Linked DNA regions of Mus musculus: region 2 is linked to region 1. A link is a contact called in public HiChIP or PLAC-seq data. All regions are on one chromosome and are shown on one strand. The core of a region is the stretch at or near the end of the contact, and the rest is flanking DNA. Distances in the headings are between cores, read along the strand shown.

The links. HiChIP or PLAC-seq counts read pairs in DNA pulled down with a chosen protein or histone mark.
Region 2: an H3K27ac HiChIP or PLAC-seq map of large pre-B cells shows a contact between it and region 1, with 7 times the contacts expected there. The contact joins two enhancer-like sites. A contact is called at or near these places in 1 of 15 datasets of contacts at CTCF or cohesin (pro-B cells), 3 of 115 datasets of contacts at active chromatin or transcription factors (embryonic stem cells and large pre-B cells) and 1 of 9 other capture datasets (embryonic stem cells).

The regions. Positions count from the first base shown.
Region 1 is chr1:14,142,847-14,145,546 of GRCm38.p6, reverse strand. No RefSeq gene overlaps it. Among named protein-coding and RNA genes, the nearest start is that of Gm39596, 100 kb to the right of the region's middle. Within about 2 kb of position 1,431, at least 38 of the 459 cell types and tissues checked have an H3K27ac peak or open chromatin away from gene starts, as enhancers often do.
Region 2 is chr1:14,685,956-14,688,655 of GRCm38.p6, reverse strand. No RefSeq gene overlaps it. Among named protein-coding and RNA genes, the nearest start is that of Msc, 69 kb to the left of the region's middle. Within about 2 kb of position 1,390, at least 6 of the 459 cell types and tissues checked have an H3K27ac peak or open chromatin away from gene starts, as enhancers often do.

The DNA of each region.
Region 1 (2,700 bases), core at 182-2,681:
GCTTTGTTTTGTTTTTACTTTTCTTGGCTTGGGATTGAGAGCTTTCACTTCAGCCCACTACATTCTGAGCTTTGGTGAATGGCAGATGGAGAAGATGTGGCCTCCAGTGCTCCTTTACTTTGTTCGTGATTCTCATCCACCTAAGGAAAAGTTTCAGAGATTCCGGGGACTGGGTGTATTAGACGGAGGGTTTATGGAAGGAAGGGAGTCACGAAAGAGACTGATGAGGCAGGGGGTAGGAGACAGTGAGCTTGGTTGTGTGTCTCTCACTGTTGACCAGCAGTAAGTGTCTCTATAATGTATGTATGCCACTGTGCAAAGTCCACTAACTGGAAATAAATCTGGAGCCAAGATTTGGAAAGGGCTACCCATCTCACATCTGGACAGATCAATAAGCCCTTCCTCAAATGTGTTGTCATGCAGGCCCGTGCACAACCTGCTTCTAAGGCTTGTCTCGGCTCTTAGTTTATGCTATCATTGTCAATGACACCTGGCAAGTCTCAGCTTTAAATACAAGGAAAGCAAGAGGGATCCCAGAGCCCTGGCACTGTTACTCTTCCAGGGGAAGGAGAAGAGCCGTGTATGCCAGCGAGCTTAGTGGTTATGATACCTTGCTATTCACATGAACACTGTTTCTCAGTTGCAAGGTTTCACTAGACAAAGTTCACTGGAAAGTATCGTCTATTTTGTAATCTACATTATTTGTATAGGAATCCTGTTGTTCATAATAGGTGTCAATAGATATTGTTTGGATGAATAAATGAGGTTACTCTGGATTAGCCTTTTATTGGCAAAGGTAAGCTGGTTTGTTTTACAAGGTCAAGTGTGTCCAAGTATGAATTACTTAAGACAATGCATTACTTTTCATGACGCTTCTCTCATAGGATAACATTTGATGTCCTGTAAAGATCATATTGATTTGCTTGTCATGGGAATGTCAAATACAATTGCCACAACAGGAACAAGCTGAGTACATTCTGTGTTCTCTAAATAAAGAACACCAAGCCCAGCACAGAAAGCCACTGTCTAAAAATTCAGCTGAAAATTCCTGTAGAACAATCAGTGCTCACTGGCAAACTTTCCAAATTACTAGAATGGTTTTGGAAACCAGACCAGAGACAACATTTATATATAAAACTCTGCCAGGTTCTCACATACGCTTTTAACATCACCCTCTATATTTGGGACAGATGAAAGGGTAATTGGAGGCCTGTGGAAAATCTGAGTAGTGGGGTTACACATTCTTCTTTGCTTCTCACGTATCTCCCACATTCTAGAAGGGAAGGAAAGTGCTTATGTAATTCCATGCTGCTGTTGGATCACTATGGTTCCCATGTTCCACTAATCACCTCAGGCAGGTCCGGTGGAGATTCGGGATCTTCAGCCAAGGGAACCACGGAAGTCACAAGTACCTCGCCCCCAAACCCCCTTCAGTCTGGACTGAGGACCAACCATGCATACATCCAAAAACCCCAGGTTCCTCTTTTCTAACCCAATGATGTGCTTAACAGGAAAGAGGAAATGAAATTAAACAAAAACAGGCTTTTAAACATACTGTAGATACTGGCCAACATAAAGCCCCCCCCCCCCAAACTGTTAACATCCATGATTGCATTCTTGGTAAAGAATCATCCAAAATAGAAGCTGTCAGGAAAAAGACACATTGGACCAAGCTATTCCTTGAAAGGGAATTCCAGCCTGGAACCAAGTAGCTACAACCTGCCTTGCAGTAGGAAAGGACAACCCAACCCCAATATGGGCCATGAATCTACCAAACAAAAAAAAACCTATTGCCATGCCTACTGCCCAGCTTACAGAGACAAGAAGGGCTGAGCAGAATCGGAGTCATGCAACTCCATCCCCAAATGTGTCCTGCATTCCTCTATGGAGATTTCACATTTGAACACTTTACGAAGCAGGCTTCCAAACCAGTGCTGAACTCCAGAATGTGAGCTGACCTTTGTTTGTTTGTTTGTTTGTTTGTTTGTTTTTCTGGCAGGCATGCTTTCTTGGGGCCAATAGTATATCATCTACTACTCTGCTACTTTGTTATCTATTTGCCTATCTGGGGCCTGAGTGATTAGCATCTTTATCTACACCTATTACTTGAAGAATACCTAGCTTTTCTGGCTTACATTGCCTTGGTTGCTTGTTTTTTGTCAATTTAACACAAGTCAGAGTTATCTGGGAAGATGGATCCTCAGTTTAGACAATGCCTCCATGAGACTGGCCTGTAATAACTATACCATCCATTTTCTTGATCAATAATTGATGTGGGAGGGCTAAGCCCTCCTCTTGTATAAGAAAACAGGCTGAGGAAGCCGTGTGAAGCAATTCACTAAGCAGCACTTTTCCACGGTCTCTGCTTCAGTTCCTGCCTCCAGGTTCTGGCCTTGAATGCCTGTCTTGACTTCTCTCAGTGATAGAGTGTGATCTGAGCATTATAAGCTGAAATAGTTTCTTTCCTCTCCAAATTGCTTTTGACCATATGTTTTAGGACAAGAATAGAAACTCTAAAATGCATGAGGTGTGGATTTGAATAGGAATGGCAGCATAAGCCCATATATTTGAGTGCTTAATCATGAGTGAGTGACACTACTTGAGAAGGATTAGGAGATATGACTTTGTCAGAGGAAGGTGTGTCACTAGGGGGTAGGCTTTGAGAATTCAAAAGCTGGAACCTGACCCAGTGTCTATCTC
Region 2 (2,700 bases), core at 141-2,640, 540 kb before region 1:
CCAGATATTTGCTGTTATTACTCAACACAAAAGAACGTTTGAGATAGAAGCCATTGTTAGAATTTTGACATAAACTTCTCTAAAAAGACTCTCATGCTGAAATCTTGGTGCTCAGAAGTGTGACTTTGGGAAAATGAGTCACGAGGGCCGTGATGTAATCAATGGATTCATCTATGAATAAATCCACAAGTGAGTAGAACTTTGGAGGTGGTGGGGGCTGTGGAAGGAAGAGCCTGAGTGGAGGAAGTGGTTGCTGGCTGTGTGATTTTGGAGGGTGTCTTTTCCCCTCATCTCCCTTCACTTCTTGTAGCCTTCCACAAGCCTGAAGCAGGCTGAGCTAGAACTTGACCTTGCTGCCACTAAGGAGATTATCTAGGGTGGAGCCTTCCTCCCTAGATCACTCTATTGTTGAGCCAATGTAGCTGGTCCTCTTCAAAATACTGCTACCTGCTGAGAGGCCCTGGAGCTATTCCGGAGACTACACCCAATCCTGCATGTCATCACCTGCAGCTGGTTCCAGGCTCCAAGGATGAATTGGCAGGAATGGACTTTCCCCCCTCTTTTATAAAGCGTGTCTGCCATTAAAAATTTGAACCTTGAGCAGACTAGTTGTCTTGGTTCCATTATTTCTCAACCCGCCTAGGCTCCCTCTTTTCTTTCAGTTCCAAGATGCCTCCCAGGCTCGAACCCAGACATGAGAGCTACAGGCCGGCCCCAACAACTTCTCCTTTATCCTTCTTTCTCTTGATCAGACATCATGAGGTGATCAGCTTTGTACTTTGTACTATGTTACTGTCCTTGTCATGATACCAAGATTGGTCCCATCTAAAAGCCTTTGCAATGGGACCAACCTGAGTGCCGGAAACCTTGAATGTAAACAAGTCCTTCTGCTTTCAAAATGGTCTTTGTCAGATCAGTGTCACACTCTGGCCTCTGATTCATCCATGCTTCCTTTTCTAAGTCATCAGCACAATGTCTGTTGGTGAAACTACTCATCTTCCACATATAATTTCAAGATGGAAGTACCAAGGTAGCTTTAAAAGTACTCTAAATTCTGGTTTTTAGGGTATTGGCCTCTCCGGTCATCTTATGCGTTGAAAAGTTGGACACATCCTGCCTGCTCACTTTTGTTTCATTAAATCAATTTCAGATCTGGAAGTGTTTAGCCTGTGGGAATAATGCTGACAGAGTGGGCAGCAGTGTTGAGAGTCAAAGGTGAAGCCATTTTGTATCCATTTAAGGATGGAAAACATGAAGTAATTTATTGCTTTATTGACTGCCTTGGAGTGTGGAAATTCACACTTTGCTTTGCCTCAGCACTTTTCCACTCTCGGGATGGCTTAGAGGGACAAGCTACAATTACCTGATTACATTTTTGCCTTGCCATATGGCTCTAAGAAGCATGGAGAAGGGACTTTGCTTGGCAATGAGGAGAAGAGCAGCCTATCAAGGCTAGCATCCTGAACTGAGCAGAATCTTGAAATACTTCCTGTGTGATCATTTTAGAATAGTAACTGAGTTAAAAACAAATGCCAGCTGTGAAATGAATACCCAATCTGGAGGCCAGGGCTTTTGGAATCTAAGTCCAATTAGAATTAATGGAAATCATGAGATTTGCTGCAGTGTTCCTTACAGCAGGAGCATTTTCACTATTCTATGTGTGTCTCTACAGGGTTTTCATTTAATTGGCAAACATTGTAGGACATATGTCAAATTTGATCAATTCTTAGGACTTTTCATATAAATGGCTTTGAACTTGTTAGTGTTTAACCTCTATGTCCCCAGGCTTCCCATTGAAAACACTATTGCAAATTAATTTATATAGCATCATTGTCAGTGGTCAATAGCCTGGCAATGGATTTAAGAATGATGTTTGTTAAGTAAGAGCTTAGGAATAAACAGAACAGTCTTAGACCTCCTTCACCCCCACCTGTTATGAAACTAGAATTTGCACAGGAACAACTCATGCATGAATGAAAGACATAAATGGACTGGAACGCCTCTGGATGTAGAACTTATTCAAATATTACTTCCACCCGTTAATATTTCTGCTTTTACATTAACCTTGACAATTGACTGACCTTTGGTTCCTCCAGGGAGAAAAAATGGGGGACAGATAAAATGGCCCCTTCATATATATATATATATATATATATATATATATATATATATATATATATATATACCTTTTTCAGAGCAGCACAGATCTCGGGTTTTGTATCTTAACTATTTAAAGAGCCCCCATTCCTCCCTGAGCCCACATGGGGGCACTAGATTGACACTGCAATGGATAACCTGTTGAAACTAGGCAAGTAAGCCAAAGACAGGGGCCTCAAAAGTGTCAGGAGATTAGGCTGGGAGATGGCTCAGAGATGCTTGTTGCAGAAGTATCGGGGCTTGAGTGTAGATCCCAAGCAGCCACATTAAAAAGCTCTATATGGCTGCCCAAGCCTATAATCCAAGCCCTGAGGAGATGGGCCCAGGAGAATCCCTGAGGCTTGATGCTCAGCTATTTGAGCCAGAAGTAGGGTAGAGAGGTAGAGAGTGATTGATGAAGACATCTACATACACATATACATGTTCATGTGCATACATATATACACATCATCTCCATATACAAGTAGCAGGAGAAAATGATATGCTATTTTGAAATTACTATAGGAAGGATAAAGCTACATGCAATCTTTTACATGTCTAAAA